Linked DNA regions of Mus musculus: regions 1, 3 and 4 are each linked to region 2. A link is a contact called in public HiCAR-type, HiChIP or PLAC-seq and promoter capture Hi-C data. All regions are on one chromosome and are shown on one strand. Each heading gives the region's core, a stretch centred on a gene start, on an enhancer-like site or on the middle of the called end of the contact. The rest is flanking DNA. Distances are from core to core; before and after follow the strand shown.

The links. Promoter capture Hi-C pulls out the DNA fragments that hold promoters and counts their contacts. HiCAR-type assays count read pairs that join an accessible place to other places. HiChIP or PLAC-seq counts read pairs in DNA pulled down with a chosen protein or histone mark.
Region 1: a HiCAR-type map of astrocytes shows a contact between it and region 2, with 6 times the contacts expected there. The contact joins the promoter of Zfp939 here to the promoter of Zfp788 in region 2. A contact is called at or near these places in 8 of 39 promoter capture datasets (the 3T3-L1 cell line, cranial neural crest, frontonasal cranial neural crest and 4 more), 3 of 484 Hi-C or Micro-C datasets (cortical neurons, rod photoreceptor and uterus), 1 of 115 datasets of contacts at active chromatin or transcription factors (astrocytes) and 1 of 9 other capture datasets (adipose tissue).
Region 3: a contact with region 2 is called in a promoter capture Hi-C map of pre-B cells, with 14 times the contacts expected there. The contact joins the promoter of Zfp619 here to the promoter of Zfp788 in region 2. A contact is called at or near these places in 6 of 39 promoter capture datasets (cranial neural crest, embryonic stem cells, hippocampal neurons and 2 more), 5 of 484 Hi-C or Micro-C datasets (CD4 T cells, double positive thymocytes, muscle stem cells and 2 more), 3 of 115 datasets of contacts at active chromatin or transcription factors (Th17 cells, regulatory T cells and thymic regulatory T cells) and 2 of 9 other capture datasets (adipose tissue and liver).
Region 4: an H3K27ac HiChIP or PLAC-seq map of thymic regulatory T cells shows a contact between it and region 2, with 8 times the contacts expected there. The contact joins the promoter of Ctu1 here to the promoter of Zfp788 in region 2. A contact is called at or near these places in 3 of 115 datasets of contacts at active chromatin or transcription factors (extraembryonic endoderm stem cells, pro-B cells and thymic regulatory T cells) and 1 of 9 other capture datasets (adipose tissue).

Annotation. Positions count from the first base shown.
Region 1 is chr7:39,445,085-39,451,730 of GRCm38.p6, reverse strand. It overlaps Zfp939 (zinc finger protein 939), which reads right to left and starts at 2,213. Exons shown (of 6, transcript NM_001243021.1): 1 at 2,078-2,213. The coding sequence starts at 2,080. It also overlaps the pseudogene Gm5590.
Region 2 is chr7:41,632,168-41,638,822 of GRCm38.p6, reverse strand. It overlaps Zfp788 (zinc finger protein 788), which reads right to left and starts at 5,292. Exons shown (of 6, transcript NM_023363.3): 1 at 5,129-5,292; 2 at 4,113-4,143. Gm51480 (a long non-coding RNA gene) reads left to right here and starts at 5,810. Exons shown (of 3, transcript XR_003946761.1): 1 at 5,810-5,898.
Region 3 is chr7:39,516,270-39,522,683 of GRCm38.p6, reverse strand. It overlaps Zfp619 (zinc finger protein 619), which reads right to left and starts at 4,918. Exons shown (of 4, transcript NM_001004139.2): 1 at 4,820-4,918. The coding sequence starts at 4,822.
Region 4 is chr7:43,668,696-43,674,812 of GRCm38.p6, reverse strand. Ctu1 (cytosolic thiouridylase subunit 1) reads right to left here and starts at 2,782. Exons shown (of 3, transcript NM_145582.1): 1 at 2,738-2,782. It also overlaps a transcript of Siglece not described here.

The sequences.
Region 1 (6,646 bases), core at 964-3,463, 2.2 Mb after region 2:
CTTTCCTCAGCATGTATCCCATGGCTCTGGCATCTCAAACATCTTGGGGTCCTCAAGGCAACTTCAACCTCACAGCTCCTTGTTCCAATGTCTGGGATCCACACGTGATCTTATGGGCTCCTCCAAAGGGTCAGACCTCCAGCTCTGTACTCTGTAGCACTCTAGGCTCTGGCTGATCCACTCTGCTGCTGCTGCTGTTCTTGGTGATCATCCCATGGTACTGGCATCTCCAATACACTGGGGTCTTCTGCTGCAACTAGGCTTCACCAACAGCCTCTCATAGACTCTCTTCATGGTGCCAAGCCTCAACTCCTTTACGTGACCCCTTCAGTCCTGGGTTGTCAACTGCAACTGAGGCTGCACCTTCACCAATGACCTTCCATGGCCTCTCACAGCGCCAAGCCTCAGCTGCTCTCCATGACCCCTTCATGCCTTCAAAACCAGTATCACCTGTGTGACTCTTACACATTACCAAGTACAGCTGCAGCATGAAGTGCATCCTTGGCTATCTCTGGAACACAACTTCTTTGTGCTCTCAGAAAATACTTCTCAGAAGATTTCACCTTAGTGATGGTGGTCTCTTCTTAATCACTGCTAATTTCTTAGCACCAGCTCACCAACATCAATTGTCCCAGTAGTCTCCTCCTCATGACTATGATGCCAGAGCCATATGGCTGGAACTGCCTAGTTCTGCTGCTTTCTAGGGCTGGAACATGGCCCCCTTGTTCTATTACATTATCACTAGCTTTCTGTTTTCCAACTCCCTCACTGCCTAAGCTTGGCTGTCCTGGAACTTGCTCTGTAGATTGACCTTGAACTCAGACATCTGCATGGTTCTGTCTCCTGGGATTAAAGGCTTGTACTACCACACCTGAACCTAAATTTGGCTGGGTGGGATCTTACCCCAAGCTCCACTCCCTTAATTCGATTTAATATCTTTGAACACAGGTTTCAGCTCCGATTCACTTCCTGGTTCCCCTTTAATACTCAAACCATGTATTTTATATTTTTCCTTTCTAAACTTATTCAAAAATGCTCCTGAGACTTAACCAGAGAACAAAGTCTATGATGGGTGTTTCTGAGAATTCCTTTGTCAATGCACCTTAGCCTCAGGCAGACTCTTCAGACAAGGGCAAAAAGCAGCCACAAACTTCACCAAAATATTACAAAAGCAGTCTCTAGGCCACATACTGAAGTTCTTCGCCACTGAAACCTCTTTGGTCAGGTCCGCACAGTTCAAATCACTCAAAGCAACAAGGTCTTCCATATTCCTACTAGGACAGCTCATTAAACCCCACTTAAAGCATCCCACTGCTCTCCAAATCTTCTACACAAAAAGGACCCAGTATGAGCCCTGATGGTGCATGAGTATAATCCCAGACATTTTAGAAGCCAATATAGGAAGATAGCAAATTCAAGGCCACACTGGCCTACACTGGGACCCTGTCTCTATCCTGGCACAGAATTTGTCTAATATGCACAAATCTCCAGGTATTCCATCCTCAATGCCATATATACAGACATATCACACAGATTCAGATCAATCCCCAGACACATAAAGGCAGACGCATACAAGCTAGCCCTGGACCCACCTCCGCAGGTGATGAGCAGTGGAGAAGAGGTAGGGAGGTAATAAGCCACTGCCTTCTCAATAATGGTAGAAGATTCACACAGCCAACGTCCTAGAGAACCCAAGTGACTTAAGGAAATGCTTCGCGACAGCAAAGCCATAGTGCTGGCAGGCGCTCGTACACCTAGATTTGGAGAGTCCGGTTCAAAAACCACAAAGACATGAAAACAGACACACACACCCAAAGGCGTACTCAGAACCCAGCAGAAAACACAGCGCGAGTCCGGGAACGCACTGGCCTAGATGCAGCGACGACTGCTCTTTCCGCAGCACGCCTTGGCCAGGCCACTCTCAAAAGCCTTTCTCGGCCACCCCGGCCCAGGTGCCTGAAAACCCATCAGCCCTGGCAGGACACCAGTGCCTGGCTGGACGGGACCGTCCGGAGGGGCCAGGCGGGAAGGTGCGGTGTGCCAACACTGAGCCCAGGTCAGGACGCCATGCGCTCACCATTTCCGGTTCCTGGACACCAGGGTCCTAATTACGGAGCTTCCCCCAGCAGCGATGGGCACTGACGACAGAAAGAGGCAGAGAATCGCAGATACCAAGCAGAAGCGCCTGACAGATCCCAACCCCGATGGTGGTGGGTGGGTAGTGGTAAGTGGGCGGGGATAAAAAGAACCTTCGTTCAATGCCCGCCCTCCTACTTTCTCAGGGAATCCGATTGGATCCTCCTATAACAGTGCTTTTGATTGGACAGGGATTCAGGCCTTGCCCTCCTGAGTGACAGGAGAAAGGAGCTGTAGGGGTGTCTTTCCAGTGACCAACAAATGCTAGACAGGTCACAGTGTGCTCTCTGAGCCGCCAGCACTCCAATCCCACGGAGTGAAAGTAACTATTCTGCACCCATGTAGAAAGGAATTTGCCTCTGGCGAAGGACTCAATAGTAACTGTGATTTTTGCTTTTGTTTTGTTCTTTTCATTTAATTAGCAGATTTTTCTTGTTTTATTTTTTTGTCGTTTTTACGTCCTATTTATTTATTTGTTTTCGTGGGGTTTCACCTGCCTTGGCACACGTGTAGTGTTCAGAGGACAACTTGTGAGAGTTGTTCTTTCGTTCTACCATGTGAGTCCCACGGATCGCTTTGATGTAGGAGCCTTTACTCACTGAATCATCTCATTGGCCAAGTTTGTTTTCTCAAATTTTCTTTTACTTACATGTGTACATGTGTGGCCAGAGAAGAAGGTTGAAAATCTTCTTCTGTGACACGTGGACTTTATTCTCCTGGGACAAAGCTTCTTGCTTAACCTGGAGGAAAGCTGGCAGCCAGCCCACCCCAGTGGTCCCCAGTCTCTCTATAGCCCTCAACTTTCTTATGTACATGCTAGAGATTCAGACTCAGGGTCTCACACTTGGAGATTCACCCTTACTCTTTAAACCATCCCTCCAGTTTCTTTTTGGCTCAGTATGTTATCGTGACTTGCTGGGAACTCGTTACAGATATGACCTTGAACTGGTAGTAATCTCTATAAAGCCTGAACATTTCTGTGATTAGAGTTAATTTACAGCTAATGTGTTACTCTACCTGATGTCGATTCTGTTTTAATCCATACTCGAGGGCAGCAATAAAATTATATCACACAGACAAGATTACTTCTGAATTCGTTATCTGAAAACACAAATGGTGTTATTTGGCCATGTTGTTCATAAATAACACGGTTTTGTTTATTATTTAAAAGTAAAGCCATAAAGGTGCCTCATTGAGTTTTCCACCAAATTGGATAACATGAGTTCCATTCCTAGAACCCAGATACTATAAGGAGAGAACCAACTCTCAAAAGTTGTCCTCTGACCTCCATATATGCTCTGTGATAGCCATACTGTTTGCTTTTCTGATGCTATGCTTAAACACTGACCAAAAGCAATTCAGGGAGGAAAGGGTTTATTTGGCTTATAACCTAAAGTCTGTCTTTGAGAAAAGTCAGGGCATGTTAGGCACACAAAAGTTCTTGTGCCCACAGAGCATTAGGAAGCCAGGAATGTTAAACACATGGCGTTCTGTCCTCAGTGGAAGAGATAAAAATGCTGTTTTTTTCACCCAGAAGACTAGAAGTGGATATTGTTAATGACCTGGTGACATTTGTGCTGTCTGTGGAGGCAGACCAAACTCACTTTTTGCTAAAGAGGCAGATCTTACCTAAATCCTGCAAGATTTATAACATCTCTCCCTCCATTGCTTCTAATTAATAAAACCCACCCTTAGTGGGGATGCCACATGTATTTTATGGCCTGCTAGCCTCTATGCTATTGAGAGAAGACCACACGAGATTCCTAGGGTATTTAGCTGTAGAACCCATCCCCATGGTTCTATGTACTCTGTAAAGGAGTTTCTATACAGTAAAACCTTCAGCTGTATTGTTCACTTAGATCTGGAATGATTGTTTCCTGGAAGGAAGCTTTTCCCCAAACTACTGTGTTCAAAATACTCTAACAATGAACCACCTAACATTAGACTCGCTGAGTCTGGTCCAGGTTGCTGAAGTCAATGCAAACCATTTTCATTCTCCTCTCTTCATGGGTTGGGTCACCTGCATTCCCAAACAACTCATTCCGCAAGGTGGTGTAATGGCTATTCCTGGTAGTCAACTTGACTATATATCCAGAATTGGAAGGTTCCCCTGTGATCCAGATCTTGAGGCTGGAAGACACAAGTTTCTGATCTGAATCTTAGCATGGGGCATATTGGCTATGAAAAGCTTAGGCCCAGGCAAGGTAGTAAACACCTTTAATCCCAGCAGACTAAGGCAAGGAGATCTCTGAGTTCAAGGTCAGCCTGGGACAAAACAAGTCCCAGATCCAGGCATGGTAGTATACACCTTTAATCTGGCCACACCTTCTGCTGGAGGCCTATTTAAGGACATTGGAAGAAGGAAGATTCACTCTTCTCGCCTGCTTGCATTTACTTGCCAGCACATCTGTTGGAACCTACTTCTACAGAAGACCAGCTGAAACAACTAGCCTCATGGGACTGAGCAACTACTAGATCCTTGGACTTCCCATTCACGGCTGACCATTTTTGGGGTACTTGGACTACAGACTGTAAGTCATCACAGTAAATTCCCTTAATATAGAGAGACATTTCATAAGTTCTGTAACTCTAGAGAATCCTGACTAAATACAGGTGGGGACTCCACTGGGACAGGAGCTTGAAGCAGAAACCTTGGAGAAATGATGCTTACTGGGTTGCTGACCAGATCACAGTCAGCTTACCTTTCTTATACAACCCAGGCCTAGGGATGGTACTACCTATGTTGGGCTGGGCACTTCTAAATTAATTATCATTTTTAAAAGTGCCCCACAGACAAGCTCACAGACTAATTGTGGAATTGTTCCTCTTCCCAGGGGGTGTAAAGCCAACAGCCAAGATTAGCCATCACATACCTTATGCTCACATGCACACACACACACACATTAAATAAGGTGAAAAAAAGCAAAGAAATTATAAGTTCAATGGAAATCAGAAGGGGGGGGGGCTACTTCTGCAAGTGAGAACCAGAGAATGCCATCTCCTTTTTGGTATATGTAATAAATACTTATACACTGAAGACTCAGTGCAGACTCAAGAGGTCCTAGAGTTGTTAATTGATTCACAAATCACTGGTAACAGCACAACTCTAGTGAGTTGCCGGGAGCCTCCCAGCCTGGAGCAAGATGAAATTGGACACAGAGTAGGACTCTGGTGTGGTTTTAAAGACTGATGCTGAAATGATGATACCTTCTAAAAAGTCCGAAAAACTTTCTTGCTCTTTCAGAGGGTAAAAAGCTGCTGGTTTAGGGGATTGAAACTTGTAGCCTAACAGCGGGAGATGAAGTAATGTGGCCTTTGTTCTATCTCAGCAGGAAAGTCGCGGCTCTTAACTTTCAACCTGCTAGTCGAAGTCAAAGGAAGAAAAAGGGACACTTTGAAGTAATTACGGCAGCGAGTGCTATGGAGGCTTATGAGCAGGTTCAGAAGGGCCCCCTAAAGCTGAAAGGCGTGGCGGAGCTTGGTGTGACAAAGCGAAAGAAGAAGAAGGACAAAGACAAGGACAAGGCCAAGATTCTGGAGGCCATGGGGACGAGCAAGAAGAGTGAGGAGGAGGAGAAGAGGCGCTGCCTGGACAAGCGCACACCGGCGCAGGCAGCCTTCGAAAAGATGCAGGAGAAGCGGCAAATGGAAAGAATCTTGAAGAAGGCGTCAAAAACCCACAAGCAGAGAGTGGAGGACTTCAACCGACACCTGGATACACTCACTGAGCACTATGACATCCCCAAAGTCAGCTGGACCAAGTAACCTGTCCCTGGTGCAAAAGGCAGAAGGCCAGACTGGCTGTGTTGCTTCCCTCCGTGTTTTCTAGAATGTTTTACACCTGGCCGGTGCATCTGCTAAGGCCAGGCTTTCTGAAACTTGATTAAAGTTAGGCTGTCCTTTCACTGAGTTTTGGTTCTCGGTAGCTTCCTTTCCTGTTTAGAAGGCAACATTGTAGATTGACATGCTGAGGTTATTTCTGGGTGAAAGCCATGGAAGGATAGTCCCCTTCCCACCCCCATTGCACCATCTGTCTTCACTTACACCACAATGCCAGGACAGAAAGCTCATGTAGATCACCACAGAAGTTCCCACAGTGCTGCTCCATTTTGGGCCACCTAGGTAGCAGATTGCATCTGCAACACCACCTGAAGCAAGGACGGGACACAGGACACAGGTCTCCAGCACGTGTAGCCTGTCCCACATCCACTGCTATGGCAGATGTTGCTAATCTCAGTTCTCAATGATGGCACCTGGATTTCTAAGCATGTGGCATGTGGTATGAGCCTGGTTGGCATTCCTGGTCTAAGGACACCAAATGTCAGACATGGCCAGGGAAAAGTGCCAGCAGACATGCTGCAGTGGTGCAGATACTGCGGAGTTGTGGCATCTGAGGGACTAGGGGGACCACTTGAAGAGTTTCTGCACACCTGTTGAGATGCAGCTTCTGTTGCCATGGATACTAAAAGAATGACAAGTCGGTGGAACTGACATGTATGTAATAAAGTGA
Region 2 (6,655 bases), core at 4,043-6,542:
AGGAGCTAGAGAAAGGACTAAAGGAGCTAAAGGAGCTTGCAGCCCCATAGAAGGAACAACAGTATGAACTAACCAGTACCCCCAGAGCTCCCAGGGATTAAACCACCAACCAGAGTACACATGGAGAGATCTATGGCTCCAGCTGCATATGTAGCACAGGATGGCCTTGTTGGACATCAATGGGAGAAGAAGCCCTTGGTCCTGTGAAGACTCTATGCCCCAGTGTAGGGGAATGCCATGGCCAGGAAGCGGGAGTGGGTGGGTTGGTGAACAGGGGGAAGGGGGATAGGTTGGGGGTTTTTCGGAGCAGAAACCAGGAAAGGGGATAACATTTGAAACGTAAATAAAGAAAATATCGAATAATTTAAAAGTAAAAAAATAAAAGTCTTGGAGAAATCAGGGATACAAAGTGCATACCTAAACATAACAAAAGCAATTTATGCAAACCAACAGCCAACATCAAATTAAAGGAAGAGAAACAGAGCAATTCGCCTTAGATGAGGGTCAAGACAAGGCTGTCCACTCTCTCCCTATCCATTCATCATAGAACTAGAAGTTATACCTGGAGCAATAAAACAAGTAAAGGAGATAAGGGTTACAAACCGGAAAGGAAGAAGTGAAAATATTGCTTTTTGCAGATGATATGATAGTATATAAGTGATCCCAAAATTTCTACCAGAGAAATCCTTCAGGTGATAAACACATTTAGCAAAGTGGTTCAATACAAAATTAACTCAAAATCAGTAGCCCTTCTTTATACAAATGAGAAAAGAAATTATGGAAATAACACCCTTTACAATAGCCACAAATAATATAAAATACCTTGGTGTAACTCTAACCAAGCAAGTGAAAGATCTATATGAGAAGAACTTCAAGTCTCTGAAGATAGAAATTAAGGAAGACATCCAAAGATGGAAAGATCTCCCAAGTTCATGGATCTGTAGAATTAACATAGTAAAAATAGCCATCTCACCAAAAGCAATCTACATATTCTATGCAATTCCCATCAAAATTCCAATACAATTTTTTTACAGACCTTAAAAATGCAATTCTCAACTTCATATGGAAAAACAAAACCCCAGGATACCTAAAACAATCCTGTACAATAAGAGAATTTCTGAAGGCATCACCATCCCTGATTTCAAACTACACTACAGAGCAATACTAATTAAAATGCATGGTATTCACATAAACACAGACAGGCTGATTGATAGAATTGAAGACCCAAAAATAAACCTATATACTTATGAACTATGAATGCTTGATAGTTGACAAAGGAGCCAAAACCTTACATTGGAAAAATGAAAGCATCTTCAACAAATGGTCCTGATTTAACTAGATGTCTGCTTGTAAAAGAATGCAAATAGCCTCAAGTGGTGATTTGAATATGCTTGGCCCATGGTAAGTGGCACTATTAGGATTTTGGCCTTATTGAAAGAAGTATGCCCTTATACAGGAAGTGTTTCACTGTGGGAATGGGGTCTGAGGTCTCTATGCCCAAGTTCCACACAGTGTGGAGAGAGAGTCTCCTCCAGGCTTCCTACAGAAGAGAGTCTTAAATCAAGATAAACTCCAGGCTCCTCCTGCATCATGTCTACCTGCATGCTACCATACTTCCTACCATGATGATAATGGATGGAACTTCAGAAACTGTAAGTCAGCCCCAATAAAATGTTTCCTTTTATGAGAGTTGCCTTGGTCATGATGTCTCTTCGTAGCAATGGAAACACCAATTAAGACAATGCATAGCTATCATCCTGCAAAAAACTCAACTCCAAGTGGATCAAAGACTTCAACATAAAATCAAACACACTAAAAATCTAATAGAAGAGAAAGTGGGGAACTGCCTTGAATACAGTAGACAAATTCCTGAACAGAGCACTAATAGCTCAGGTACTAAGATCAACAATTAATAAGTGGGACCTCATGAAACTGGACAGTTTTTGTAAGGCTAAAGATACCATCAATAGGACAAAATAGAAGCCTACATTATGGGAAAATATCTTTACTAATCCTACATCCAATAGAGGCCTAATATTCAAAATATATATATATATATATATATATATATATATACTCAAGAAATTAGATACCACCAAACCAAATAACCCAATTAAAATTGAGGTACAGAACTCAATAGAGAATTCTCAACAGAGGAATCTTGAATGGCCATGAAACACTTAAACAAATGTTCAATGTCCTTAGTTATCAAAAAAAGCAAATCAAAGACTCCGAGATTCCATCTTATAAGCAGTCAGAATGGCTAAGACCAAAAACTGAAGTGTCAGCACCTGCTGGTGTGGATGTGTAGCAAGGAGAACATGCCTTCATTGCTGGTTGGAGTACAGACTTGTACTACCACTGGAAATCAATTTGGTGGTTTCTCAGAAAACTGGGAATACTTCTACCTCAAGACCTGGCTATCCTACTCCTGGGCATATACCCAAAAGATGCTCCATTATACCACAAGGATCCTTGCTTAACCGTGTTCATAACAGCTTTATTAATCTAGATGCCCCTCAACTGAAGATTGGATTTTAAAAAAATGTAGTACATCTACTATTCAGCTACTAAAAGCAAGAGCATCATGAAAACTGCAGGCAATGGATGAAACTTGAAAAATATTATTCTGAGTGAGGTAACCCAGACCCAGAAAGACATGTACTCACTTATAATTAATTGGACATTAACTGTAAAGTACAGGATACCTATGCTACAATCCACAAAACCAAAGAAACTAACAGGGCATGCCCAAGAAGGAATGCATGAAGAAGAAACAAAATAGTCACTGGAGGTGGATAAAAAAGAGGGAACTGGGTGGGAAAGGAGGTGAAGAGAGCAGTGGAGATGGGGATCAGGTATGGCTGGAGGTAGGCAGGAGAGTGCTGGGCAAAGAAATGGAAATGGTTCTAAGACATCTCTGGGACTAACTATAGACATGGATGGAGGAGGCTTCAGGGAGTCTATGGGGGTGACCCTAGCTGAGGTTCTTTTCTACCAGTGAAGGATATGGAGATTAAAGTGGTCACCTAGTGTGGCCAGGCAGGACTTCTAGTGGAGGGAGGTGGACATCACCCCATCGACAAAATCTTCAACCCAGTTTGTTCTCCCTACAAAAGATGCAGGGATAAAAATGGAGCCGAGTCTGAGGGAACCAATGACTACCCCAACTTGAGACCCAACCCAAATGGGACACAACCCTGACACTATTAGTGAATGCTCAGCTATGCTTGTAGACAGGAGTCACATGCAGATTTAAACAGATGCAGACACCCATAGCCAAACATCAGGAGGAGCTTGGAAGAGTAGGGGATAGGATTGAGCAAGAAAGAAGGATCAAGGATAACACAAGAAGACCTACAGAACCAACAGACCTGGGACCATGGGGGCCCACAGAGACTGAACCACCAACCAAAAAGCATGTAGGGGCTGGACCTATATCCCCTACACATTTGGAGCAGATGAGCAGCTTGGTCTTGATCTGAGTTCCCTAGCAGTTAGAGTGGGGGCTGTCTTTTACTTAGTTGCCTGCCCCTGGATCTCCTTCCCCTAACTGAACTGCCTGGTTGGGCCTCAGTGGGAAAGGACGTGCTTAGTTCTGCTGGGACTGGATGCCCCAGGAAGAGAGGAGGCAACGTGGGGAGGGATTTGTAAAGATGGAATTGGGTGGAGAGGGGGAGGGAGGTTTTGATCAGAATGTAAATTTAATGAATGAATTAATGAATTAATGAAAAAATAATTTTATGGTCGTGAGTCACAAGAACATGAGGAACTGTATTAAAGGCTGGCATTAGAGAAGTTAAGAGGAACTGCCACAGAGGGTTTTGGGGACTCAAGCTAGGATCTCAGACTTTCCTGTAGTTCCATTCAGCCCCACCTAGAGAAAACTGTGTAGGACAGAAAAGCTCAGTACTAGGGCTTACGGATTCAGACAGACGAGGATATGAAGGACACCTCTCTCCAGAGACCTTTACACTTGTCTCTCAGTGTCCCCTGAAGTACACGGAGGGCTGGAGAGATGACTCAGCAGTTGAGTGTGCTATTTTGGAAAACCTGAGTTTGGTTCCCAGCACTCACTTCAGTGGCTGATGACAGCATTTAACATTCATTACCTTCAAGGCCTCCGACATCCTCTTCAGGCCTCTGTGGGGAATCACACACATGTAGCATTTATACTGAGAGACACATACATATACAAAACATAAATAATCCTTAAACTAATAATTAGGGTTCTGAAGAGACGGCTTAGTGGTTTAAACCACTCGTTGCTCTTAAAGAGAACCCAAGTTTAATTTCTAGCACACACGTGGCATCTGAAAAGCATCTAAAACTGTTCTTGGAGATCCAAATCCAGTTCTGGCCTGCACATGCATTTGGTATATACACACATGCAAGCACATACTCATACACATAAAATAAAAATAAACCTTCAAAAAAGTTAAAATAGGAGAGGGCCTGGAAAGGCCCAGTAAAGGTAACTATCTCCAAGCCTGCTGCCCTGAATTCAAACCCTGGGGCCAGCACAGTGGGAAACCTATTCTCAGGAACTATCCTCTGACTTCCACAGGCACACTGGCACACTTGCCAGCCCGCAATAAATAAATATGGATTTAAAACATGGGGAGTGCTCTCCCAAAAGATTGTAAAAGGAAAAAAAAATGAATACGTTTTTTCTTTTTTTTTTCCTTTTTTTTTATTAGATATTTTCTCCATTTACATTTTAAATGCTATCCCGAAAGCCCCCCTATACCCTCCCACCCACCCACCCCGGGGGGGGGGAACCTAAATCTAAATACAGCCTGCACCATGCATTCAGAACATCAAGAACATAACACAGAAAACCTAGAGGGTCTTAAGGTTAGCAGTGTGGTGAAACGCCAACAACACTACCAGTGCTCACATACAGGGAACTGACGTCACCAACATCGAGGCACTCCTCTTGCTGGACAGAGCTCATCAAGTCGTCCCCCCCCCCCCCCAAGGCCCGCAAGGGCGTGGGGGTGGGGAGTAACTCTAAACCCACGGGGAGGGGGAATCCTGATGCCAGTACCAAAAGGCCCGCCCCAACCCCGGTGAGGATGCACCACATCGGATCCACCCCATCTGGGGACAAGGGTCCCTTGCTCACCATAGCGCGGCTTGCAGGCTCACCCGCTCTCTTCACATAATTTGCCTCATAATTTGTCACAGCGGTGCACTTCGTACAGAGCAACGTCTCCAACGCGACTACCTCAGTCTTAGAGCTTGGAAGGTGGCATGGCGGCCAAGAAATCCCGCCTCCCGCTGGCACTCGATTGGACTGCCTACTTGGAAGCTCTGATTGGCTAGCAATGTTTGAGTGATAGCATCCTTAAGCTGCACATGACTGAAGGGACCAGTACTGCTAGTCACTCCCAGCCCTGCCTTCGGCCCTATGTGCGGACCTGAATGAGCTCCAGTGAGATCTACATTTACACAGAACCTGTTTCTTCCTCCCAGAACTGGCTCGGCTGTCTTCTTGCACTTAGTTGGCACTCCTTGCTTCAGAGCACAGGGTCGCTCATGTGCACTGCCCACTACACAATTCTGCTTAAATGCAAATCTCCCTGGATCTGGAACAGGTCTGCACCCTTTAGCGAACACACAACTGGGAAGGAGTGTGGCTCTCCCTACGCCTTTAGCTCTCCTTTCCATCAAAGGGAACGTCTGTCACTCACGCCTCTTTAGCCAATCAAAGCATCGGGACATGCAGTTCCCTCAGAAAGCACGGATAGGAGGCGGGTCTTCCCTGCAGGCGGTGCTCAGTGTTCTGCTTTGCCTCTGAGGGAGAGGTACGCAATGGACAGGAGTGCAGTGCACTGTGGGCCCGCTGTGCGGAGCCATGAGGACAGCGCAGAACCCCGCCGTGGTGAAGCTTATGTAAGCGAGTAGCAGCTTACTGATCCCTGATGGAGTAGGGCAAACGACCGAGTTGGCTGTGGTCATCTTTCCCGGGATAGGGGCGGGTGACAGTGGGACAGCCAGCGTCCAGTAGTTTTCAGAAACCTGAGATTGACCCCTCCTAGTGGCCCCTGGGCAGATCTGTCTGGACGGGCCAGAAGCTTCCATTGAGGACTCTGATGCTGTGCGGGCCCTGCAGCAGTGATGATTTTAGCGGTTCTTATTGCGTATTAAAAAAAAAAAAAAAAAAAAAAAAAAAGACCGAGTCTCATTAAGTAACTTTCACTAGCTAGAACTTGGCATGTAGACCAAGCTGGCCTAGAACTCAATAGATCTGTCTGTCTACGCGTTCTGATTGTTGAATGAAGGCATGGGCAACTACTCTGACTGGAATAGGTGGAGTTTTAGAGTTGGACCATAAGGCAGCTAGTTTCTTTGTGTTTAAGTTTCTGATTATACTGTTTTGTTACTCTGTTCTTTCCCAAGTGTTAGTACACCTTTTTTATTATTGTAATGCTGGGACAAATTCAAAGATTTTTGTCTATGTTTGTGGGTGCAAACATTCATCAGTAATGGTCACTTCCTTGATGATCCGCCCACCAGTTACCTAGCAACAGCCAGGTAAGAGCCTGGCTTGATAAAAAAGCTCGCGCTCTCTCTCTCTCTCTCTCTCTCTCTCTCTCTCTCTCTCTCTCTCTCTCTCTCTCTCTCTCTCCCTCCCTCCCTCCCTCCCTCC
Region 3 (6,414 bases), core at 3,669-6,168, 2.1 Mb after region 2:
CCTCCTCTCCCCTTAGTGACCAGACTTTATAATGCATTCCTTTCTCAACTCACTACAGGCCCTCCCTTCACTTCTCCATGCAGGCTACTCATGGGACTATCTGAGAGACCCAGCTGACCTCCAAGTCCACCACCAGTCTCTCCCGTAACTTCAGTGATACCGTCTGGGTCAAACAGGTAATGAAAGTAGTCTTGAAACCAACTTGGAAAGAACCATACAAGGTGGTTGCTAGCATTATACCATGGATCCACCACACCCGGGACAAGAAAGCAGAAGCCACAGACACCTCTGCCAAATGGACTGTCTCCCAAACTATCGATCCATTAAAATTAGGGTCTTCCCATTTCCTTCCCCTCCATCTCTTCCTGGGTTGTATGTCTGGTATGAGTACAGGATCGTGGTGCAATACCCACTGGCCTCAAAGCCTGAACCTGGAAAGTGAGAAAGACAGATCCAGGGAAGGTATCAACTAGTATGACTACAGAGCAGCAACACATAATCATCTTGACCTCTGCTCATTGAGGTCTACTTTAAGTGTTGTTTCATTGCATTGGAGAAAGGAAAGATGTGGGAGTTTTATCTTTGGAGATAGGAATACAGAGTTTACAATTCTATGCATGCCTTATACCTCTGGGCCCCCCAGTTGCCAAAAACAAGAGAGTTTCCATTCCAAAAACTGAAAACACAGAGATGAATAGATAGGAAGCTACCTTCCAAGAAATACAAGATAGGAAAATGTAATCCAATGGCCATAAAATTAAAAATCTGGAAATCCATTAAGAAAGATTCTAGCCTTTGGAAAACCTGGAGTATCAGACTATGCCACAGGAAGGAATCCTGTGATTGAGTTCATCATTCCCAGGCTGAAATCTGCCAAAACTGCTGGTTATGCTAATGCTAGCTATGCCCATACGAGACAGGGATAGAAACTAACTAGACTGTCAGTCCCTTGACCAACAAAGCTCATTTTGGCTGGGGACAGCCCAGATTAATGTTAGAGGACTTACAAGGGACTGAAACTTGTCTAATATCCAAAACCTTTAACCTAGGCATGTCCCCTTATTCTGATGCCTGTTGTTCAGTCTTATGGGTTAATTTGTCTAGATAACAACATTACTGAGCCCCCAAGACTATTTGGTGGGCATGTACTAATGGTGTCGACTACATGTGCCTCTTCTGATGCTTTCCAAACTAAGTAGACAAGTTGGTCAGGTCCTAAACATATTAAAAGTTTCCATTTCTTGATTAAAACAACAGTTAGATTCCCTTGCAGAAATAGTCCTAGAGAATTGAAGAGGTTTAGACTTCTCATGAGATAATGGAAAGTTTCTATATATGGCTTCGGAAGAAACCTGTTATTTTGCATTCATTGATTAAGAATAATAGAAAACATCTTGCCATCATTGGGGAAAAAAATCAAAATGAGAAAAAGACAAAAACAAATTGATACCAGTCTCTTTTCTCTTGGTTTCCCTGGCTACTACTCTGCTATCAGTATTGTCTGGACCTTTAATTCTCATTCTGATTGGATTAACAGCAGGGACCTGCATCTTCATCTAGATGGCTAATTATGTGTCAGTTTAGTATCTGGGGCCAGCTTCAACTCCTTAAAGCAGGATAAGTCCACCACTCTAAGCTCAATGGGGAATGTAACAGGCTCCCAGACTTTAGTAGGCTGCAAGATCTTAGCACAACTAACTCCATGATTCTCTATCAATCAGGTCAGAAAACTCAGCCCATAGACCAAATGAAAACAAACCCTTAACCTATCAAAGTCCATAATTGTGGGAAAGTCTCTAAATGTACTAACTTAACGTTTAGATCTGTAGATCCACTTCTGGCTAACTGTTCTTGTTAACTGAACTATGTCAATCCAGAATGTTGATTTCTTGTACTTAAAAACACACCCTGAGAAAGGCTCAGTGGTACACTGGGATTCTGACTACCCAGTGTAGTCACTAGCTGCCTAATAAAAGCATTCTATTGGCTTAAGCCCACGTCAAAGAAGTCTTCTCTGGTGGATACCTGTGATGGTGTGTATATGCTTGGCTCAGGGAGTGGCACTGTTGGGAGGTGTGGCCTTGTTGGAGTAGGTGTGGCCTTGTGGGTATGGGCTTTAATACCCTTGTTCCAGCTGCCTGGGAGCCAGTATTCAGCTAGCAGCCTTCAGATGAAGATGTAGAACTCTCAGCTTTTCCTGCACCATGCCGGTCTGAATGCTGCCATGCTCCTGTCTTGATGATAATGGACTGAACCTCTGAACCTGTAAGCCAGCCCCAATTAAATGTTGTCCTTATAAGAGTTGCCTTGGTCATGGTGTCTGTTCACAGCAGTAAAACCCTAACTAAGACAATACCTAAAACCCCATGGGGTTGGAGAGGCTCATGGGTTAAGAATCTTTGGCTCTCTTGCAAAAGATCTGAATTAAGTTCCCAGAATCCACATGTAAGCCAGATACTAACTTTGATTCCAGGGGATCTATACAGACAGACATTCAGGCATATATTCATAAACATAAAATCTTAAAAATACAAAACCTTAAAAAAAACAGGGACAAGGTGATATTGAGCAGAAAAATATAATTTTGTCTTTGACCACAGAAAATCCCCAGCCCCAACAAAAATTCAAGGAAAAAAAAAGCACTTGAAAGGCAAAGGCAGGCAGATCTAAAAAGTTCCAGAGCTACAGGCTGAGATCCTGTCTCAATTTAGAAAAAAGAAAAAAGGAAAAAAAAATGCAAAATTACTCAATTAATGACCTATCATTTTCCTGCATATCAGCACTGAACATCTGATTATATCATTTAAAAGCATCATTTATATAGCACCAAAGATAAAAGGAGTTAGAAATACATATGACTTTAATAACGATCTATAAACACAAACTTTAAATTATTAATTGAAAAGTTAAATGAGCGCAAAGATTCCAATTGTGGACCAAAAGCTTTAAAATTATGTTACTTCTCAAATTAAACTATAAACTCAACACAGAACTCAAGAGACCTCAAGAGATAGTTCAGCATGTTAAAGGTGTTTGGTGCCAAATCTGAATTCCTGAGTTTGACACCTGGGGTCCATACAACGTAAGAACCGATTCCTGAAAGTTGTCTTCAGATGTTCACACATGCTTGGTAGTGTGCCCACCAGTCTACACACACAAACACATATATACGCCATTTTTTTTTTAGAGATTTGTAGATTCAACACAATCTAAAAAAGAAGTTCTAGCTACTTAATAACAAATCTAATTCTATCGGTTGTATGCAAAGTCTAAAGCAGTGGTTCCCAACCTTCCTAGTGCTGCAACCCTTTGACACAGTTCTTCGTGTTGTGGTGACCCCCAACTGTAAAATTATTTTGTTGCTACTTCATAACCGTAATTTTGTTACTTGTATGAGTCATAATGTAAATATCTGATATGTAGCATGTGTGATATAAGACCCCTGGGTCTTTTGACCTCGCAAAGTGAAATTGAACACAGGATGAGAAAACTGCAGTGTTAAAGAGAAAGCTAAGTGGTTAAGAAATCTTGTTCTAGCAAGGGATTCCCCATTGGGTTCTCAGCACCCGTGGGGTTCACAAACATCAACTCAAGCTCAAGGGACTTACCGCCATCTTCTCCCCTCCGAGGGAACTAGGCATTATGTAATATGCATACAAAACATTCAAACATATAAAATACATAAATCTTAAAAATAAAGATTGTGCGGGAAGGGAAAACACATGAGACTGGTAAGTAGCACAGTTGGTATAGAGCCTTCTGAGGAGCAGGAAGAAGCCTTGGGTTCCTTTTGAAGCACTACATAAAGACAGAAATGGCTGACACATATCTTTAGTCTTTAATCGGGTGGTATTGCAGGTCTAGTTTCTCTGCGTTATCTTTAAGAGGTTCCGTACTTCGAGTTTCTTTCACTTTTTGAATTACACTCACTCTTGCGGTGAGTGAAAAAAGAAAGATCAGAAGTTCAAAGTTAACCCTCGGTAACACAGCGAGTTTAAGCATAGACTGAGTCATGAGTGTCTATCTCTAAAGAAAACAGTCAGCACACTAGAATAGGTCACACACACACACACACACACACACACACACACACGCGCGCGCGCGCACTATCATCTGACTGTAAAACTTTGTTTAAACTACAATAATAAAAGCAATCTACTCTGGAGAATGTTCTCAGCCCAGCATCTTTAATCAAAGCATTCCGGAGGCAGAGGCAGGATATCTGTGAGTGCATGCAAGGCCAGCCTGGTCTACAAAGAGAGCTCCGGAGGGAGCCAGGACTTCGTAGAGAGACCCTATTTCAAAAGCCAAAACAAATGTCCTATTTCACAATAAAAAGATAAAGAGAAAATTAGGAAATAAAGGTAAAAGAATACAGTTAGCTGTTTTTGACAAAGAAACAAAGAAAACTCAAGGAATTCCCTTCATTAATAAATATTAGTGAGCCACCTTAACATCTATATGTAAGAAATTAATAAAGGACTTTATAACTGTCACGAAAATTAACTCTAAGTGTATTCTAAACCTAAATAATGAAATGCGAAGTACAGAACCTCTTAAAGATAACTGAGACGAACTGGACTCACAACACTGCCTAAGAGCCCGTAACAAAGTGACGTCACCCGAAAAGGCGAGAGGGGCGGAGCCTCCTGCCACCGCGCTCTGCGCTCTACGCAAGCGCGGCCCGAGGGGCGGAGCTGACCAGAGCCGGGGCCCAGAACAGCGCTTCCGCTCCAGCCGCAAGGAGGCTCCACCAGACGGCCTCCCGGGGCTCAGCCCGCCTCTCCTCCCCGTCTGAGGACAGCAGCCCCTTGCTCACCATGGCGCGGCTTCCGATCTCGACTGCACTCTCCCCACAGGTCCTGGCAGCGGAGCTCGCAAGCGCGGCTCAAGTGGCACCTCGCTCAGCCTTAAAGGGGAACCCGGAGCATGGCGGCGAAAAACCCGCCTCTCGCCGCTCGGCAGCGCCCTTTATTGGACAGCTGGTCTGGCTGCTCTGAATGGCTAGCAAGGCCGGAGTGACAGGAGAGAGTGGAAGCGAAGAGACAAAGGCAGCCCAGCGGGTCCTTGTGGCCCGTGGCTTGTCCCCCGAGTACACACGTGAAGGAGTTTTCCTTTTAGGAACTTACTCCTGCCTTCCAGAGCTGGACCTGCCGTCTAGAGTCGTGCGTTCGCACTGTCCACTACACGCAATGGCTAGTATAGGGATCGCCGTGAATTTTTATACAAAAGGTTAATTTAAAAATTTTAATTGCATGTATTTAGTTAAAAGAAAAGTGTGGCAGAAGAACATGTGTCCCACAGAGCATGAGTGGAAGTTAAAGGGCAATTAGCTAGAGTTGATGGCCCCTTTGCACCTTATGGGTCCTGGGGATCGAACTCAATTCATAGGGTTTAGAAGCAAGCACCTTTACTCGCTGAGCCATTTCGCTTTTCCAAAAGTTGATTAAAAAAAAAAATTTAAGCGCAACTGTTATTTACTTTTGAAAGGGAGGTGGGGATAAAGAGACTGCCAAATTTAGAGACCAGTCTAGCTAGGTCCTGTAATCCCAGTACATGGGAGGCTGAGGCAGGAAAATCAGGCATCTGACAAGGCTACAGACTGGATTCAAGGCCAGTCTCAGAACAGAAACACACACAACACAGAAACACTCTGTAATACAATGCTTCCATAGCATGGTTGAAACCAGAGGTTGAATCTTGGGTACCCACCTCAAACTTGAAGGCAAAAAACTAATTACAGAAATAAATAAAAGGGCTGGAGGATAGGAGGTTAAAGAGTGTGTATTGCTCTTCCAGAGAACCTTAGTTCTCTTCCCAAGCTCACACATCTGTCAACTCACAACTGCCTGTAAATTCAGTTTCAGAGGAACTCATGCCTTCTACTTTTGCCCATGAAATAAAATGAAATCTAATAAGATACTTATCAATTGATACTGAGAGGTAAGAATGTGGGTTCATGGGCTGTGATGGCGCATCCCTTTAATCCCAGCGTTCCTGAGGCAGAGGCAGGTGGATCTCTGTGAGTACAAGGCCAACTTGGTTTATTTCAGCTGCCAACAAACTAATGCCAAGAAAATGAAGCTGGGCTTGGGGGCAAGGGACTGTAACCTCAGAACTTCAAAGACTGAGGCAGAGCTGGCCTGAGCTATGGAAATACCCTAAACTAAAATTGTTCAAACATCTCAAACATACTCCACCTATCATATAATAAGCACTTGATAAATGTCTACAGAAAGTAAATTTTAAGTATCAAAAAAAAATTGTAAATACCCAGGAAGCTCCCAGAGACTGAACCAGGAGCATACGTGGGCCGACTCGAGGCCCCTGGCACATATATAGCAGATATATATTCCCAGTGGGAGAAAATGTGCTTAATCCTCAAGAGACTTGAGGCCCCAGGGAAGAGGGAGG
Region 4 (6,117 bases), core at 1,533-4,032, 2.0 Mb before region 2:
GAGGGGGAAGCCATGCAAAGGATAGACAGAATGGAATTGTGTCTGTTTTAGGAAATGGAGCACAGTTTTGCAGTCACTCTTGCTACAGTCTCAATCATAGACAACTTCCAGAGCTGACCAGATCCCGGAAGAGCTTGCTACTCGGAAGCAGAGGGCTCCAGATGTTTGGATTTTAGTAGGGGAGGTAAGATACTGGAACCCCGCATGAGGTCCTGATTGCTTCCCCTGGAAGGCATAGTGGCCTCTTCTAGGCACACAGAAGCTGCGTGCATCTCCTCTACATCACCAGCTGTAATGAATCAGTAAAATCTCTCCAAGCTCAGGCCTCTCCCCCAGACCACCTCATCTCCAGCGTGGACTACCCGGGAGCATCCCGCCTTTCAGAACAGGTCAGGCTGTCCCTGGGATTTACCACAATGACCAGAATGATCTGGCAAATATTTGTTTACTGTCAGGAACTTCCATGAGGTCAGGACCGGTACCACTGAGCACTGCATCTCAACTCCGACCTCCCTGATTCCTTTCACCGAATGGTGTCCTGCAGTGGAGCTCAGGTCTGTCCTTCCAGATGCTCAGACTAGAAGCCCTGAGGTCTAGGACCACTCTGGTCACTCATCCTGTGTGGGGCTCAAAATTCAAAGTCCAGTCTTGACTTGTTCTCCAAAGGTCCCTAGTCCATCCTCAGAACTCATGCTCAGATCCCCTAAAAGGATACAGCCAATCCTTCTGTGGCCTCAGATGCCAGACACTTCCCACCTACTCCATGGCCAGGGCTGCAGTAGAATTCTAGTAACTCGTCAGGAGTGGTAACGCACGCCTTTAATCCCAGCACTTGGGAGGCAGAGGCAGGCGGATTTCTGAGCTCAAGGCCAGCCTGGTCTACAAAGTGAGCTCCAGGACAGCCAGGGCTATACAGAGAAACCCTGCCTCGAAAAACCAAAAAAAAAAAAAAAAAAAGAATTCTAGTAAATCGCTGTATCTAGGGTAAACTTTAGAATGAAATGGTTGTCTTTCAGTGTACCAAGAATAGACATCAAAATGAATTGTTCTCTAGAAGTACTTTGACCTTGAAGACGTCATCGCAGAAGACGTAGATCATTTTCTATTGTCTATGAAGTTGTTTTCTGAAGGAGCTTTAGGGCCTTGGCATGACTTGGTACAAGACAGTCCTGATACATATGCGATGTCTTGCATTATTGAGTACAGCAAACAGTCCACAAGAGGGACCAAAGTTTCAGGGGTGTGATGTTTCCTTTGATGAGGAGTTTTGGTTTGAGAAACTTTTTAACCCCCCCCCCCAAAAAAAACAACTTTTGTGAAGAAAAAAAAAGACTACCTCCACCTAAATCTTCACATATTATTTAACTATGCAACCTAATTCTTATTTTATTTTAAAAGTTTTTCTGCTGCCCAGAAGTACCTGTCCTAAAGGAGACACAACCTAAAGTAAACGCTAAATAAAAAGAAAGAGCCTGACGTTCAGTTCATTGAGGCTGGACCTCCTTGCTGCCTTGGAGCCCGATTACATTCTAAGGTGACCCTCATTGTTTGATTATCCTGCACAACTCAGAACACTGGCACAGCCTGCTTGTCTGGGTCACTGGTCTCTGCCTTGGCCTCCCCTCCTTCACGACAATTTGCATATAACAACCTGCAGATCCAGCCCAGTTACCTTTTTGACAGGTCCGTGAATGATGCTTGGGAGGCCCCGTGGCTCCTTTCCAGAATGCTCTCAAGTATCCCAGGAACACTCCTTTCCTCTGGCCCAAAGAGTTCTTTCTGATCACTGAACCCAGCAAGCAGCCCTCAAGACTCCCCTAACTCTCCTGGCTGAGCACTGCCCCTTGAACTATCCTCCTCAGCCTTTGTTTCTCCCCTTCCTCTCGCCCGGATTAGGTTCACACCAGTCTCTCCTCACTTCTCCTCACGCCCTGCCCAGCAAGCCCTAGAATCATCAGGCTCAGAGGTGCCTCCAGGCTTGACCTCCTAACGACCCACTTAGGATCCTTGCAGGGCACCTTTCAAGTGCTCCCCAAATCTGTCCCTTCTGCCTGGCTTATCTGTCTCCTGAGAGTGCCCACCACCTTCTACCCCCGCATTTATGCAGAATGGCGTGTAAATACACTCTCTGTTCTCAGTCATCTAATCCTGTGAGGGGGTTGCTATTGTAAGGAGTAGCTTACAGACACACGCAGAAACAGAAAAGGGGGATACCACATCAGTAGTAGCCCTGAGATCATGGAGGGAACCTGGTTGATAGATATATCAGTAGTCTTTAGCTGACGGAGCGAACAGGGCTTATGCTAATTAAGTAAGTATCTGGGATGATGGGGGAAAGAATTGTGTACAGACTGGCGGCAAACCCCCGAGGTAATAACAGGCGTGGTGGTGCACGCCTTTAATCCCAACACTCAAGAGGAAGTGGCAGTTGAATTTCTGCAAGTTCCAGGCTAGCCTGATCTACAAAACAAATTTCAGGGGTGCCTCCGGGTGGCCAACTCTCCTAAAGGGCAGAAGAGGCGTCACCAGAACATATTTAACAGGGGCAAGAGAAGGCAGATGATCTGTTACCACCAAATGAACAAAGCGGCCTGGCAAGAGACCAGACTAGGAGATCCTGGCCAGAACGCGAGTTGACAATCATAAAAGCGAGTGCCAAATCTCTAGAAAGACCTTCAGCTCTCCCGTGGCACCATGGCCCCAAGCCCGTAGGAACCGGAGGAAGAGGAACACTAACCTGAGTGGAACGAGCTGAGTACTCTGCCTGCCACGCGGAAGCCTGGAGCGGAAAAATGCCCTGGGACTACAATTCCCATAAGGCCTTGAACTGCTTTGCCTACGACTTCCAGAATGCAACAGCTCCAGACGCGGGCCTGTAACTCTACAGCAGCTTGGACTCCAATTCCCAGAAACACTTGAGAGTACAGCTTTCCTTCTGCCAAATGCCTCCCCACGGGCCGACTCTGTAGGGCGCACACCAGGGCCTGGGAACCGAGCCCAGAATCCTGATGTTGTCCGGCAACGCGAGGTCACCAGAAGGGAAGTTGAAATCAGAAGTGGTTGAAATCAGAATGGCTGCAGTATAATTTCCTAGTTTTGTGGACTATCATATACTTCTGCTACTTGCTTGCTTCTCAGTCTCTGTTACTGTTTCCCCCTCCCTCTTCTCTGTGTCTCTCTCCCTTGCTCTCTCTTTCTTTGATTCTCTCCCCAGGATCTTACCATGTAGCCTAGGCTGTCCTGGAGGAACTAGCCATATAGACCAGGCTGGCCTTGAACTCAGAGACCCACCTGCATCTGCCTCCAGAGTGCTAAGATAAAAGGTGTATGCAATCTTGCCCCTTTCTGTCTTCCTTCCTTCCTTCCTTCCTTCCTTCCTTCCTTCCTTCCTTCCTTCCTTCCTTCCTTTCTCACAAAGGTGGAAGGAGTCCAGATGACACACAGCTATGTAAGCTATTGTAATACACATCAGTAAATTGTCGTCTTGTACTGTTTAAGGTCACCGGGAACCTGGCGTCCCAGCCCGACTTTAGACCCAAGCATTTTGTCTTAAAGCGTTCTCCAAGACCGCTTCCTCAGTCACCAGCCGGCTTCCTGGTCCTGTGAGAAAGTGAAAGAGAACAGCCAAATAAAGTGGAAACGCTACTTCCTTAAGAACAGGAGAGTAAGTTCTTAGAAGAAAAATAGTGTATCCTTGAACACAGATAGGATGGGACCCATTCCCAGAGACCTCTGCTACTTCTCATCCCATAGGACATCTGTGGTGGGAATGGTTAGTTGGGAGTCTGTCTTCCTGGGATCCTCTTCTTCAGCCTCCTGCAGACTGTGTGTGGTTCCCAGCTTCCCCAGTCTGTTTCTACTGGATGTTTGTTTCATGTCTGACCTGGTGCCCCATTATCTTTCTGCAGTTTGCTGTTTATGCACTTGAAATGAAAAGCATTCCTACTGTGGATCATTCTCCAGTTTCAGACAGCTTTCTACCGACGAACCACACTCCAGCCCCTCACTAGGGGATTCTAGGTAGGGACTCGATTATTGAGCCACTTACTACCCAGGAACTTACTGGGAAATTCTAGGCAGGGGTTTTAACACTGTGCCACACCCTAGCCTCTCATTAGGGGATTCTAAGTGGATGCTCTATTACTAAGCTAGGTATATTCCCAGCACCTCATTGGAGAAACTCTAGGCAGAGGTTTTAATAGTGAGCCATGCCCCAACTCCTCAGTATTGGTATTAGGTAAGCACTCTAATACTGAGCTATAGCCCCAGAATGCACCACTTCTATGCTTTTTAAATTTAAACAGGGTCTCGCCATGTGGCCAGTGCAGTCCTCAAACTTATAATCCTTTGCCTCGGTCCTCCAAGTAGCTGGAATTACGGCCCTGAGCTACCAGCCTGGGTTCAGCTCCGTGGTTCTCAACCTTCTTAATTTTGCAACTCTTTCACACAGTTCCTCATGTTGTGGTGACCCCAGTCATAAAATTATTTTTGTTGCAACCTCATAATTGTAATTTTGCTGCTCTTATGACTCATAATGTGTGTATCTGTGTTTTCCAATGGTCTTAAGCAACTCCTGTGACCCCAAAAGGGTCACAGCCTACAGCATGAGAACTGCTGACCTAGGCTATGGGAATAGTGCTTCAGCACCACAGATAGAGCGAGCTTAGATAGATAGAGCGAGCTTAGATAGAGCAAGCTTAGAGCGAGCCCACTTGTCTGGCCTGTCTACTCTGTCCTGTGGTCCTTATGTGCCAAGCCCCTCTTCATCAGCATCCCAGACAAATTGATTCCAGCTAAGTAAGGGAAGAAGGAGAAAGACTTCACCACACTGCAGAGAATCAAGGACCAACGCAGACATCTGGTTGGTCCCCTCCACAGCCCTAAAGAAATGTGTGACCAAGTCCTGGGCAGGCAGTTTTCTGGGGTCGGTGTTGTTGTGTAAAATGGAGAAACTTCCAGGTCTGGGGCTCAGGGGGGAGCACACTAAGAGGTCCAGAGGACTAGGGATTCCTAGGAGAGCTCATGAGTTGGCGAACTTAAGTCTCAGTTGTTCTGAGTTCTTGAGTGAGGAGAGAAAGAAAGGAGTCCAGGCCCCACCTTTCTGGTTGAGTTTATGGCTTCGTGTCCTAATTTGCTTCCCTGCTGCTGTGATAAAACACTGACCGGAACTAATTTGCATTTATTTTAGCTTAGAGAGCACAGTCCATCGTTAAGGGAAGCCATGGGAGGAGCTCAAGTCAGGAGCTTGAAGCAGAAACCTTGGAGGAACTCTACTTACTTACTTCCTGGCTCACATTTAACTGCTTTCATAATACTAGGAGGACCACCTTCCCAGGAGTGGTGCCATGGGAGGTCCACCTTCCCAGGAGTGGTGCCATGGGAGGTCCACCTTCCCAGGAGTGGTGCCATCTACAGTGTGCTGGGTCCTCCCATATCAGTCAGCAATCAATAAGATCTCACATAGGCCAATGGGATTGAGGCAATTTCTCAATTGAGGCAATTTCCTTCTTTTTACGTTGTCTTAGGGTTTCTGTCACCTTTCCCCAGTGACACATTTACTCCGACAAGACCACACCTCCCAGTAGTGCCAGTCCCTATGAGCCTATGAGGCCGTTTTCATTCACAGGGCCACAGAGGTCTTACCTTTCTGTATTAGTCACGGTCCCCGTGGGCTGCGGCTTTGCTCATCTTTTGCTAAGCATCAGAGCTTATTTGTGTCTTAAGAGATGTGAATCAACAAGGCCACACTGGCTTCACTGCACCCTCAGTTTTGTTCTGGGCTCTTTCAGGACGTGACACTTGAGAGGGCAACCTTTGCTGGGGCGGGATGGCTGACCTCAAGCACTCACCCACACAGGCCACTCTCCATAAGAGAGCCAAGAATTCCTCAGGTTTCTAGAAGCCCCATAAATCTATGAGTTGAGGATTGAGGTTGAGCTATTGGGGCCTCAGAGCCTTTTAAAAGGCACACATTTTAAAAACCCAGGCATGGTAGCATGCACTTGTAATTCCAGACTCACCGGTAGGGGGTGGGAAGAGACAGACAGACAGAGGACTCCCCCGCCCCTGATTTACTGGTTAGCCAGTTAACTTACTGTTAAAGCTTATGTCTACCCG